2 separate regions of the Cricetulus griseus genome follow, and region 2 is linked to region 1. Evidence: chromatin contacts called from public Hi-C data. All regions are on one chromosome and are shown on one strand. The core of a region is the stretch at or near the end of the contact, and the rest is flanking DNA. Distances in the headings are between cores, read along the strand shown.

Region 1 (7,471 bases), core at 958-3,457:
GCCTTTCTCCCAGCTCAAGATTGTAGGATCACTGTTTTAGTCAGGGTTTTTTATTGCTGTGATGAAACACCACAACCAAAAGCAAGTTGGGAAAGAATGGTTTTATTTAGCTTACATTTTGCAGTCTATCAGTGAAGGAAGTCAGCATAGGAACTCAAACAGAGCAGGAACCTGGAAGCCGGAGCTGATGTAGAGGGCACAGAGAGGTTCTGATTACTGGCTTGCTCCTCATGGCTTGCTCAACCTGATTTCTTATAGAACCCGGACCACCAGCCCAAGGCTGGTCCCACCCACAATAGGCTGGGACTTCTCCCATCAATCACTAAGAAAATGCCCTATAGACTTGCCTCTAGCCTGATCTTATGGAGGCATTTTCTTCACTGAGGCTCCCTCCTCTCCAATGACTCTAGTTTGTGTCAAGTTGATGTAACACTAGACAGCACAATTACTTTCCTGAATTATGTGATGGACACTTTGTTTGCTTTGCCCCCCACTTTATGGGAACACTAATACTGGAGCTGGTTTCTGTGCATGGCATCAAGTAGGCATACAGTTCGTTTTTTCTCTATGTGGATATCTGATTGACCTCAAAACGTTTATGGGGGAAAAAATCTTCTTATCCTTTGCAATAGCTGAAGGTCTGTTTCTATTTCAGTTTTCTGTCCTGTTTTTCCTATTTGTTTACATATCCACAACAGACAGCATAATCTTAAGTGCTGTAGTTTCTTTGCAATAGAAATCTTCCAGTTTTGTCCTCCTCCAAGAAGATGTTGGCTCTTTTTATAGACTTGTACTTCTGTGTACTTTAAAGATTTAAAAAAATTTAAATGTCTGCATGGTATGTGTACATGCGCAGTACCAGCAAAGTCCAGAAGAGAGTGTCATACCCCACTAGACCTGATGTTACAGACAATTGTAAGAGCAGCAGTTGCTCTTAACTGCTGAGCCATCCTCAACCCCTGAAAAACAAATTTAAAGATCAAAATAATTTACAGCTTGTTGACTACTAATCTTGCCTTTTTGAAGGAGGGGGCAGGGGAGCTTGTGAGACCTTTATTGAGTCAAACAGTTGCCTGAAATTCTGCATTACATGAGGCCTAGGGGCTCTGGGTAGGACTGGAGGGAGGGCCTCCACCCTCATAGCCATGGGGGAGTCATAATTCATGCTGGGTGATTTAAGGTCACCCATACTCCTGTCCTTAACCCCTCACCCATTGCTCTGTAAATGAGCCTAATACACAGAGAGAACTTCCAGGGAATCTCATCTTGGTTTGTCACGGGGTCCATAGGAGGAAGGGGAAATACTGTTTACCTTTGCCTCCCAGAGAGAAGGAATTTTAACAACACTTCCACCCCCACAGTGATTAAAGGTCTGGCTCCCTAGGTGGTGCTGCTGGGAGGTGGCTGGATCTTAGGGTTCCTGGGTCACTGTGTATTTCTCAGATGATTCCTTAGTAGTTTCTAGAAGGATGGTTATAAACCCCTGAGTTTGGCTCAACCTGGCTCTTTGTGGCTATCTGTGTCAATAGGTATTTCAGACAAGGGGTAGCCTTGCCCAGCCTGTGCTATGATGCTTTGACTTTCAGCTTTCAAAGCTATGAGCCATGCATTCCTTATCCCAGGCTGCAGTGTGTTTGACAACAGTGACTCACAGGCAGGGATGGTGGTTCATACCCATAATCCTAGAGGATGAGGTAGAAGGACTGCTGTAAGCTTGAAGCCAGCCTGAGCTACACAGCAAGTTTCTATCTAATGGGGGAGGGGGCAACAAATTGATACCTTGTCTAAAACAAATAAATAATAGTTCGTTGCTATTTTATTGCAACCAATACCTATTGAAATGTAACTATACATTTTTCTCCTTTCTTATTCTCTTGTCCTGTGCTGCATTTTGTTGAAGGATGATGTCTTTTAACTAATCCTTTCAGAGATGAAGCCTGAGCTGTAAGGTGTGTTATTAATCAGGCACAGCTATTGCATTAATGTCTGCTAAAAATTAACCTGGGCTCCTGTGACCGGTCAATGACAACCATCTATTTTCCCTGCTTATGAGTCTGTGGGTCAGTTGAAATCTGGCTGCTTCTGGTTAGGCTTGGCTCCAGCTCCTGGTCAGATTTGGGCCTGTTCCATGCGTCTAGTTCTGTGAGTTGCAGGCCCTTGGAGCAAATGTTTTTTTTAATAGCAAATCATGGGCGCTCAAGAGGCTGAGCCAAATTGTGCAAACAAACCCCAAGTTGTTGATGACTCAATGATGGCTGAAGGAAGTCACAGAGCCAATCCAGGAGGCACTGGTAGGTGCCACAGCAGAAGGAAGGAGTAGATACAAGAATCCAATTTATTATGATATAACTGTAAATACCTTTTAGTTTTCCAGAAAAATTTTATCAGTTTCATACATATATTTAATGTCATAAGATCATATGCACCCCATTGCCCTCTCTTAACCCCTCCCACTCTTGTTGGTCACCTTCTGTTTCCAACTTGTTCCCCTCCTGCTTCCACGTCTTTCTTAAATGCAGGTCTTGTAGGTTGACACAGAGGCTGTGTGTCCGTGATTGCAATGGTCATATCCTATCCAGGACTATTTCATAGCCCTCCACATCCTCCTACTCATAGTCTTTCTGTGCATGCAACAGTCACTTATTCTAGGCACTTTGACCAACTAGGAGTCTCTGCATTGGTTGCCACCCTCTGCAAAAAGAAGCTTCCCTGGTCCAGGCTGAGAGTAGCACTCTGTCTGTGGAAATACATATCCATATTGAAAGGGCAGTTTTGGTTCATGTTCCATTTAGCAATATATCAGTAGTAAATGCTCCCCTATGGCCTTGGATTTCCCCGGTGATAAACTTTTGACTAGATTTCTAGTACCACCCTCCCAGGGAGCAGGCTTCAAACCTGATCAGATGTGGCAAGTCATCATGCCACTATAGTGGGTACATCTTGCCTGACGGGTCAGTATTAGAGCACACAGGGCCAATGGCTATTTAAGCCTGCTAATGACTTTTCTTTCCCAGCGGCCTGCATAGCACCTTCTGCACCAACTCTTCTCCAGCTTGATTCTTCAGTATCCTGTATATAAAGTGTGTGGTGTCTTTAACAATCAGTGTTAGATTTTTGCTTAAATTAGAAATAAAGAAGAAGAGGAAGCGCAGGATGAGACATAAGATGAGACATATTAGACATATTAACCAGTTTATTATAGGCCTGGCAGAGTAGAGGGACTAAGAAAGAAGGGAAACAGGGTAAATGGCTGACCGTCATGGCCATTCGCCATAGAGAGAGAGAGCGTAAAGAGACAAAGAGAAGAGAAGAGCAGAAGCAGAGAGAAGAGTAGAGAGAGTGTAAATGGGCAGGGGTCTGTCTTTTAAAGGGGTCCTTTGCACCTGTGTGCAGACTTAGTTCCCATGGAACCCTGGGCTGGCCCGGGCACTGCCTGTTCTGCCAGGTAACGGGGGCAGGCCAGCAAAATGCCTGAAACTTTCAATCCCACCTTTACTTATTATTTTAAAAAAGGTGGGTGTTAGACATGGCAGATTAAGGAATAAGGGCATCGAATTCTCAAGACTGCTACCTGCTGAGGTGGAGGTCGTTGACCATCTTTGGCGGACCTGAGAAGGTTGGGGTGCTCCCACGTCCTGGGGTAGCTGATTGTTTCATCGCAGTCCAGGCTGTACAGAACTCCCTGGCGCCTCTTAGACATGGCAAGATGTTGGCAGAGCAGAGGAGAAGGTTAAGTTTAGAAAATTTTTTTTCTTGGGTCCTGTCATTTGAGGGGACGATTGTAAGATGAGGGAGGGATTCCTGAGGAGTCCCAACATGAGGGAAGGGAGTCCTGGGACCAGGGAAAGATTGAATAACTGGAGTGAATCTGACCTGTTTGTTTGGATCCAATTCAGTTCCCTGGAACTTACAAGAATCCTTAGAGTTTGTAGAAACATAAGTATTAGACACATTAGCAGCATATTAATGTTAGAAGCAACTTGGCTGAAAGCATTAACATTTTAAAATTGACACTTTTTTTTAGGACAATGAAAAGCATCTTAATCTTGACCTTGTAGTTATGATGGTATAGTGGTATTGTAGAACTTTACTATCAACAGTAGCATGAAAAATAGAGAAATCCGGAACATATTTCATTCTTTTTAATGTCTCAACTCACTTTATTATCACTTAAGCCTTTTTATCCTCAGACCTTCATAACTTTAATTCATACACCTTACATTACCATCTTAGACCTTCCATTTTCAGACCTTTATACCTTCCATTCTCAGACCTTCATAACTTGCATTTATCCATTGTGTTAGATCTTTTCGTCCTCAGACCTTTGTACCTTATGTTCTCAGACATTCATAACCTCCATTTATCCACCGTGTTAGACCTTTCCATCCTCAGACCTTTGTCTTAGACCTTCCATCCTCAGACCTTTATATCTTACATTCCCAGACCTTCATACACCTTACACTTTCCTATCTTCACATAGATAAACCCCAAAATACCTGTTCCTGAAATCTGTTTTGGTTTAAGTTGGCAAGACTACCAGTCATCAAAAGTATCAGAGTTCTTGGGAAGGATAAGATTTTATCTGAATTAATAATTAAAGAATAACAGAGACTTGCCAGCAGCCTGTATGGACAGCCAGCCCCAAGGTCCTCCATCCATAGTAGGGGGCTGCAGGACACCTGCCTTCTTGATGATAGCATGTGACCTGTGGATTACAGACTACAGGAAGGCTTGCCTATCGTTGGCCCAAGCAACTTGGGGAAAGTTGATTCCACTGTCCTCTTGTCCAAGGTCTGGAGTACTTTGTAGCAATTGAGGTGAAGGGCAGGGTGGCTCAGTGACTAGCATTGTCACTGACTCAAGATGAAGTTTCTTTAGCGCCCATCAGTCTTCTTGGAGGAAATGGGGTGGGGCCAGCAGCTGGCCTATCTCTCTGTTATAGAAAGCTTTTTAACAAAACATTTTAAATGCCATGTTCTCTAGATCTCTGAGCATTTGAGGACTGTCTGTCTGTTTAGTATCTCAGCAGTTAAAAATTTGCCTTTAGTTACAGAAAAATCCCTTTTTGTAATAAAAACGCTATACCTTTGTAAACGGCTTACAGGATGAGCTGAGTGGTATAAATATTTTGTTAATTTGAAATAGACCTTTATGATTTTAAATTTTCATCATCATTTAAAGATACATGAGTTAAATTTAAGTTGTATAGAGTTAGCTTATATTTTAAGTATAGTTAAATTAGACCTTTATGACTTTAAATGTTTACCATTATTTAAAGATACATAGCAATTTAGAAATATGAGACATAGAACAGTTTAAGTTGCATATAGAGTTTGATAAGTATAAAGTTAAATTTAAATTACATGTACAGAGACAAGCAGGACTGGATAAGAGTAAAAGGGGGAATCAGAATGTAATCTCTGATTCGTACATTGTAGCAAACAGACAGGAGATTTAAAGGGACAGAGTAGACTTAAACAGAGGACCCTGGAAAGACACAGTATTCCATAAATGAGCCATGAGCAACAGGGCCAGTGAAAGAAGAAATCACAGAAAAAGAAAAATAAAAAGCAAAAAAGAACCTGACAGAAAGCAAAGGTCCAGGAGCCAGGTTTGCTGGCATAGGCCTCTGGAGCGGGTGTGCCTACTGGTAGGTCACATGGCCAAGATTTCGGGCCCCCAGGTCAGACCACATGGCCAAGATGGCAGCAACCATAAGCCGCTTTTTTTTTTTTTTTGTCTGTTTACCTGCCTGTTGGCTGCAACCAGAAAGGTTCTATGCATTTCCCATGGGTAAGGCAAGTGGAAAAATGGGCAAAAGCTCCTCTCTGGATGCCTGGCTCCGAAGGGGACACAGCTGTCCTGAAACTGAAAAGGACCCAGGGTCCAAACTGAAAAAGCAAAAAAGCACCGCTCCTGGAGTGGGATTCCGAACCTGACCCACGAGAAATTCAAGGGATATCTTACCAGATTGTAGCAAACAGGCAGATGAGTGGGTTCCAAAGATGGTTAGTTGGAAAAGCGGCGAGTTGAAGTGTACAGAGTTCTGGCATCTCAGGCCACTGCAGACAGGAGGGAGTGCCAGGAAAAACTGAGATGGAAAGTGGGTTATGAGTTCAGATTCTAGGATCCCCGAAATTTCCCGCACCCCTGGTGGGAGAGGTTTCGGGGAGAGCCTAAACTGAGTTGGGCACCAAATGTTAGATTTTTGCTTAAATTAGAAATAAAGAAGAGGAAATGCAGGATGAGACATAAGATGAGACATATTAGACATATTAACCGGTTTATTATAGGCCTGGCAGAGTAGAGGGACTAAGAAAGAGGAGAAACAGGGTTAATGGCTGACCGTCATGGCCATTCTCCATAGAGAGAGAGAGAGAGCGTAAAGAGACAAAGAGAAGAGAAGAGCAGAAGCAGAGAGAAGAGTAGAGAGAGCATAAATGGGCAGGGGTCTGTCTTTTAAAGGGGTCCTTTGCACCTGCATGCAGACTTAGTTCCCATGGAACCCTGGGCTGACCAGGGTACTGTTCTGCCAGGTAACAGGGGCAGGCCAGTATAATGCCTGAACCTTTCAATCAGGTCTTACTGTGTAGAGGGATTTTTCCTTGGGCTGCCAGCTCACAAAAAATGACACTGAGATTTATTATCAATTATGAAAGCTTGGCCTATAGCTTAGGCTTGTCCCAGTAGCTCTTATAACTTAAACTAACCAGTTTCTATTCATCTACATATTGCCATGTGACTGGTGACTTTTACCTCTCCTCCTGCAAGTCTTGCTCTCTCTGCATCTGGCTGGTGACTCCTCCTTCCTTCTTCCCAGAACCCTCGGTCTCAAGAGCTACCATCAAACCTCTTCCTACCTAGCTAATGGCCATTCATCTCTTTATTAAACCAATCACAGAGACACATCTTAACACAGTGTAAAGGAATATTTCATAACATTACCATCTAGTTCTCTGGTGGATAATCAAAAGCAATGACAATAGGCTGTATTGTTTGGGCAGCCTCTGGAATCTCCCTGGCTTACAACTCATAGAGAGGTAACCCTCATGTAAGAACTGGGTTTTTTGTTTGTGTTTGAGACAGGGTCTCACTCTGTAGCTCTGGCTGTCCTGGAACTCACTATGTAGACCTGGTTGGCCTTGAACTCACAGAGATCAGCTTACCTCTGCCTCCTGAGTGTTGGGATAAAGGTGTGTGCCACTATATGCACACTGATATGGTTTTTGTCTTTCCTCCCCTCCCCTTCCCTACTCACCCTTCCCTACCTCTCCCTCTCTCCTCTCCTCTCCCTTTGGAAGTATTATTTTACTTATTTATTTTTTGAGGCTGTGTCTCCATCTGTGCAGAACTCACTATGTAGCCTAGGCTGGCCTTGAAGTCAAGATAGTATTTTTGTCTCAGGCTTCCCAAATGCTGGAATGACAGGCAAGAGTTAGCACGCTTACCTCCTGGGCAGTTTTACTTGTGC
Region 2 (6,821 bases), core at 768-3,267, 90 kb after region 1:
AACCCTGAGAGTGCTGAGTTCTATTTTAATTAGCAATTGAAAAAATTCCCCCCACAGGTACCCACAGGCTAATCTGATACAGGCAATTTCTCAACCGAGCTTCCTTCTTGTCAGGTGTGTCAAGGTGACCACCAAGACCAGCCACCACAGCTCATGTGTCCTGTATAAAACATGAAGTTGGAGAGACATCCCCTTGACCTCTTCATCAAATAGCCATTTGAATCAGGGGAAGCTGGGGACAGAGCATACAAGGCTGCCCACAAGTTTGCCAATATGTTGACATTTGCAAGTGCCCTTGGGGATACAGGGAATGCCCTTGCTGTGTAAGTGTCAACGTTGGGGACATGTGCAACAGAATGTGTGACATGGGGCAAGGTGGGAATGACTCCGGTGTTCAGCCAACTTCCTCCAGTCATTATCCCTCCTCCCCTGCCTCTCTTTCAACCCTCTCTCTTCAAGTACAGGGCCTTTGGCAGTCAGTTACTCTAGTGACTAACGTCTCTAGTTTGACAGGATCTAGAATATATAGAAGGCAAACTTCAGAGCGCATCTTTGGCAGAGTTCTGAGGTTGGGTTTACAGAGGTGGGGAGACCAACCCTGAATGTTTACATCACTGTTCCACTGGCTGGGATCTGTAGGCTGTGTGTGTGTGTATGTGTGTGTGTGTGTGTGTGTGTGTGTGTGTGTGTGTGTGTGTGTGTGCTCGTGCATCACACTTGTACATGTGCCTTCAGAAGACAAAAGAGGGCTTCAGAACCCCCAAAACTGAAGCTATATGTGGTTGTGAATCACACAATGTACCTCTGGGAACCAGAATCCTTTGCAAGAATACCAAGTGCTTTTCACCACTTAACCATCTCCCTTAGCTTGTGCTGCCTGCTGAGGCTGGACTGACAACTGGGTAGCTCATCTCATTTCCCTGCAGGAAAAGTAATAATTAATTAAATCTAGAAGTTCTAGTCCTTCATTCACCTCATTTGCAGGTTCAAAAAAGACTTCTTGCTTGACTCAAGAGCTGCTGGGAAGGTCAGCTGGAAGTCAGTATGGTAGCCCTGAAGGCCCCTTTCCAGGTAAGGCAGGAGAGACAGCTGTGAGGAGGTGGGGTCTAGGACAGTCTAGATGGCATGGCATCCCCCAGAGGAGGCGGGGATTATGGACAACAAGCTCTGTGGCTGGTCTCCAGTCCCCAGCCCAGTCCCAGAAAGCCACAAGTAGTGAGCTGTCTCCATTAGAGTCAGCATCAGATAGATAAGCTACTGGGGACTAGTGCTCCAGCTCTGAGGGTAACAATCTGTTACGGAGCACCATGTGCTCCATGAGGGACCCAGATCCCCAGAGTCCCCTTAACATAAGTGCTATTTACTGTATCGGGCAGTAAGCCACGCCTGTTGGAGGCTGGCTACAGGTGTGCCTGACCACGCCTGTCAAGGCGTGGTCAAGGTGAGGTCAGGTATGGGCTCTTAAGGAACCATGAGCACAGGGAAGCACCTTCTTCTCCTTCCCTTTCTCCCTGGCTCCGCTGCTCTGGCTTGCGTTTGGCTGGTATTTATCTCAATAAAGATATCTCGGGCTTACGGATTACAGATTGTCTCCTGGACAATGAATATAATCAATGAATATAATATAATTTACAATGAATATAGAATCAATCTCAGCAGCTCAGTGCTTGCTGTCTGCCTGCTGGTGTCTGCCCTGAGGCTCTCGCTGGAGCACTGAACACCCCACTGGAGGGCAGACAGGGCCTGTGGGACTTCCTGGAGGTTCCCTCAGAGCACCTGTGGGTGACATGGGGGTACAGGGAGGTGTTCATGTCTAGCTTGTCTGGTTCTTTCCAGAGACCAGGCTGATGGGCTAAGGAGGTGCAGCATTTATTCGGCAAGAACAGTTTGAGGACTGAGCCTCTGCACTGAGCCGCTTTGCTCTGACTTCTCCTGAGCAGGCACATGGACCCTGATAGAACAGGAAGCAAATGGTTGCTTACTCAGAAGACAGTTGTTAGACAGTTGTTTTCAAGGGAGTGGGAGGGAAGGGAGTAGGAGTCCCAGGCTGTGAGTCACCAGTGAGGGCCTCAGTGTGTGTCTGGGATTGACTGTGTCTCTGAAAATTCATATGCTCCAGCAGCTTAGAACATATCCATATTCTGTGACAGTGTCATCACAGCTGTAACTACCTAGGACAAGGTCTTGTGGAGTGAGGTGAGCCTCCAATCCAATGTGATTGATGACATTAGAAAAAGGAACTTAGGACTGAAGAGATGCTCAGTTAAGAGCACTGGCTGCTTTTTCCAGAAGACCCCAGTTCTATTCCTAGCACTTACATAGCCCACAGCTAGCTGTAACTCCAGTTCCAGGAGCTCCAGCACCCTCTTATGACGTCACTGGGCACCAGGCGCTAATGTGGTGCACACATATATTTGCAGGCAAAACACCCATAGGAAAAGAAAGCAAACAACAACAACAACAACAACAACCAGACAGACGGACATACACACAGGCCCTGACCTGGGAGGTTGGAGGCACCAAGACACATCCAATGCCAGGAGCAGACCCTTCTCTTGGAGGGCACACAGCGAGGCTGAGCCTTTGGTTTTAGATGCTAGCCTGAGAGACAGATACCTGCTGTGTGGAACTGCACAGCCACAGTCCTAGCATATGAACATAGCATGTAGCTCACAGGTGTAGAAGAAGGTCAGAGGACTCCCAGGTCCACCTCAGTGTGAGTCAGCTCCTCAAAAGGTGTCTCCTGATAGTGGAATGCTGTCAGCCTGTTAGCAGGAAGTCTGCTTTGAATATTTAAGTGAATCAAATAGCCTCGCTGTATCTCAGTTTTTCTTAAAAGTAACAACAATTAAAGAAAAAGAGGCTGTGAATTTGAAAGACAGCAAAGGGAGATGGGTACATGGGAGGATTTGAAGGAAGAAAGGAAAGGAACAAAAATGTAATTATATTATCATCTCAAAAAATGAAAATTATGCCAAGTGTTGGTGGCACATGCCTTTAATCCCAGCACTCAGTGAGTTTGAGGTCAGCCTGGTCTCCAGAGCAAGTGCCAGGGTAGGCTCCAAAGCTACACAGAGAAACCCTGTCTTGAAAAAAAAAAAGAAAGAAAATTATTTGTTAAAAGTGGCATGACAATCTGAGACTCAAAAGCAGTATTTGAACTTACATTTGCTAAGGAAAGGGTGGGGATTGAAAACGGAAAGATGTGTCTCATCCTTATTCAGAATGAGGCACTTTCTACTAGACCATAGAATGTGCTCCTCTCTGGGACCATTGGGGGCTCTGAGCCCGGGTCTGGCTCACTCACTGTAGCTCACCTCTCCAGCACCACCCGAACTTTCACCCACTCTGCCACTTTCCTTTCTCTTTCTCCAGTGAGTGCATCTCACTCCTAGATACCATTTCCCCAGGTCAAGGACCAGTCGGTCTCCCAAGGAGAAGCAGCAGCACAGCGGCGGGGGACTTTTGGCTTGTTACCTAGCTGTTAAACAGGAGTGGTGGCGAAGCCTCAGAAGCACGGGTTCCAACAGCACATTCAGAAAAACAGGAACCATCAATTCATGAGAACTTGAAGAGAAAAATAGTTTAAAGAACCGAGAAGGTGCCACATTATAGTGAAAGAGTGTCGGGTTTTAGAAATGACAGAAATGAGCCATGATGGCCTCTCAGGCCCTGCTGAGGCAGTTACACGAGACATAACCGCACACAAACACGGATGTTTCTTATAATATTACAGCATTTACAGGCAAGGAGCTGCTTTCTGAGCATTTCGTGGAAAGTTATTTTAGTCTCAGGAGTAGCCTTCAGCAATGAATATTTTGTCAACGGAGTGAAACTTTGACTTCAAAGCCAAGAAGTGGGGAGCAGGGACTCAGGGCTGGGGTGACCTGTAGGCTGGGTCCCTGCAGGCAGGTTACTGGCTACGTGTTCCCTTTCGCTGGAGTTCAGGAGCCTATAGGTTCTCTGCCCTCTTCAGAAGTTAGGGTGGGGGTGGTACTCGTGTGGCTGAGCAGAGAATGCCTCCCCCAAGGGCTCTCAAACATAGCCGTAAGTATTTAGTAATTTTCTGACTCTAAAATGGAAGTTGTACCCAAAGCAGTACAAAGACAGTATGTGTATAAGATAGGGATGCCTTGCTACTGTAAGGGAACTGCTGAAGAAAAGGGCAGAGGAAGTACCAGGTAAAAGATGCCCCAAGGACAGAGGTGCCCGAGAAGCCGCAACTCCGGGATCTGAGGAAAAGTCAGGGCAGAAAATAGTTCAGCAGGTGAGCAACCCAAAAGACACAGATGCCCAGTGCTGGATGCAGACCAGGCCCAGGCCAGGCCGGATCCTGGGAGACCACTGGGTGCTAAGAAAATCAGATTCAAGTATCTGTGCCCTGAAAGAAGCTAAGCAAAAGCCAGGAGGAAATAGGTCTTATTTTTCTGAATCCCTTAGTAATTAGGGAAATGCAAAGGTAGCCTGACATAAGAAGGGACATACCTACTAAAGAGAGACCCACACTGCAGAAGATGGAGGTTTTGAAGCTATCGGGTATGGCAGATGCTGGAATCTGGGCTGCAGCGATGGAGAGCCAGCCTGGGAGCCACCGCTTGAAGAAGTCTTTCCAGAATGTTCTGTTCCAGAGTTGCTTCCTTGAGAACCTGCAAGCCATTAAGTCCTGTAGTCTCCAGCTCTGAGCCCATGACAGATGTAGGCTAGGTTGGTCTCTGGAACATCTGCTCTGTGTAGTTATGGAAAGGCCTGCAATTGTTCAATGTTGTGTTGACACTGTCTTGAAACTCTGTATGTGTGTATGTGTGTATGTGCACCCATGCCCATGTCTTTGAGTACTCAACTGTGTGTCGTGCAGAGGCCAAAAGTCAACTTTACTGCTCTCCCTCTTATTTTTTTGTGGCAGGGTCTCTGACCCAGCCTGGAGCTTGCCATTTCAGCTAGAATGGCTCACCAGCGAGCTCTCCGGACCTGCCATCTCCTCCCCACTTCCCCCAGCACTGGCATTACAGATTCGAGCTGCCACACCTGACTTCCGACATGGGTTCAACGGCGGCCCCAAACTCAGGTCCTCATGCTGTACAGCAAGCACATCACCCACTAAGCCGTCTCCATCTCCCAGCCCTGTTTGAAACTTACTTTTTAAACATGGAGCTTCGCATATTCTTTTTTTTTTTTCTTTTAAACCTGGGCTCATGCCTAATGTAGCCAGGCCAGGACTTCAGTCCTAATCCCTTTCTTGCTGAGCCTGCATGATGTTCCTGGTCCTCCAGCATCTGCTCCAGGGAGCCCCTGCTGAAGGCAGAGCCAGCACAGAGGAAACCAGTGGGCTTTATGACTTGGACTCCTCACCAGTACATAAAGTAACAGCGGCTCCTACTGATTTATGACATGTGGTGTAAAAGCAATTTACATAAATGAATAGGCGGGGATAGAGTTTGTGGTAGAGTTCTGCCTCCTACCCCTGAGGTCAGGGCCTCCAGTCCCATGACTCAAAGCATCCAGCAGGAGGCCCAGGTGTACCATGGAACCACAGCTTAGCCCAGAAGCCTGCAGAATCCTGAGTCTCCCCAGCTAGGACTCCAGATCCCTAGAAGGTTGGCTGGAGGGGACCTCTTTGTCCCCATGTAAGACATGCATCACAGGGATGGACTGTTTCACATTTCCCCACTTTTCTGCCAATTTCATGACTCCCCTGAGAATGAGGAAGTGAGTTCTGGATCCTTCTTTCGCATCACAGGCTTCTGCTACCATCCTTGGCCATCCCTGTAACCCTACACTTTGTCTTAGTCAGTGGGAGCAGAGAGAGCACCATTTGAACTCAGGGCCTGTCCCTCCATGAACATGAGGTCAGCACAAAAATGAGTACCAACTTAAAGAGAACATGCTTTACAATTGTAAAGAAGGCCTCGTGGGACCCAAAGGTGCTCTGCTCTGTTTTACCAAGGCCACAGCTGCAGGGCATGGCTCAACTAACATGACAGCCTGTGAAACCGGACACCCACACATCTACCTGCCGGCACCTTGATGCTGTGTTATGCTCAGGCTACCTGTTGGTCAGTTGTTCTGCGGCAGTGAGGCCTGCAGAGGGTGGTATTGGAGGTCAGGGGGCGCTAGTGAGCTGTGTAATCGCTAGTAGATGTGATTCTCCATAGAACCTACAATTAGTGTGGGACTGAAAAGTCCAGATGGGCCAATAGAAATACATATTTTTAACTGCAAGGTATCTCAGGACCTTTGAGCATGGCTCATAAGTATCCAGACATGTACTTCAACAATAGCTAACAAGGCAGAGACTGCAGCTCATGTTGGGAATGGATAAAGGAAAACCCTTCTCCATGTATGGATCTGTCTGCTTTTGAATTTCATGGGACCTGAGTCTCAAAGAATGTAATTTAGGATGAAACACAACTGCTGTAAAAGAGTAGAGGGGTTAAGTTGCCAGGAAGCTAGGTGACATTTGGATTGAAATATTCAAAACATGAAAAGGCTGGGAAGATGGCTCACCCAGTAAAGCTCCTGTTGTCCAAGCTCAAGGACCTGAGTTTGGATACCTAGTGTCCATGTAAAAGTGTGAAATGTCTGTGACCCCAGTGCAAAGGGTTGGAGACACAGACAGCTCCTGAATGGAGTTAGTTTTAGGTTCAGAGAGAGACCTTGCCTCAGTAAAACCGGGTAGAGATTGATAAATGAAATACCCATGCCAGCCTTAGGCCTCCACCTGTATATGCGAACAGACACACATACCCCACACATGCATGAGTGAGCCTGAGTACACACATCACACACACACACACACACACACACACACACACACACACACA

Evidence for each region. Hi-C and Micro-C count contacts between places; a contact is called where the count stands out from the background.
Region 2: a contact with region 1 is called in a Hi-C map of the CHO-K1 cell line, with 2.6 times the contacts expected there. The contact joins two enhancer-like sites. A contact is called at or near these places in 2 of 8 Hi-C or Micro-C datasets (the CHO-K1 cell line and fibroblasts).

Annotation. Positions count from the first base shown.
Region 1 is chr6:50,058,729-50,066,199 of CriGri-PICRH-1.0, forward strand. No RefSeq gene overlaps it. Among named protein-coding and RNA genes, the nearest start is that of Anapc1, 190 kb to the left of the region's middle. Within about 2 kb of position 2,208, at least 2 of the 6 cell types and tissues checked have open chromatin away from gene starts, as enhancers often do. A contact at or near this core is called in the CHO-K1 cell line and fibroblasts, where this site is marked.
Region 2 is chr6:50,149,099-50,155,919 of CriGri-PICRH-1.0, forward strand. All of the region lies in intron 1 of LOC107978476 (a long non-coding RNA gene), which reads left to right. Among named protein-coding and RNA genes, the nearest start is that of Anapc1, 280 kb to the left of the region's middle. Within about 2 kb of position 2,018, at least 3 of the 6 cell types and tissues checked have open chromatin away from gene starts, as enhancers often do. A contact at or near this core is called in the CHO-K1 cell line and fibroblasts, where this site is marked.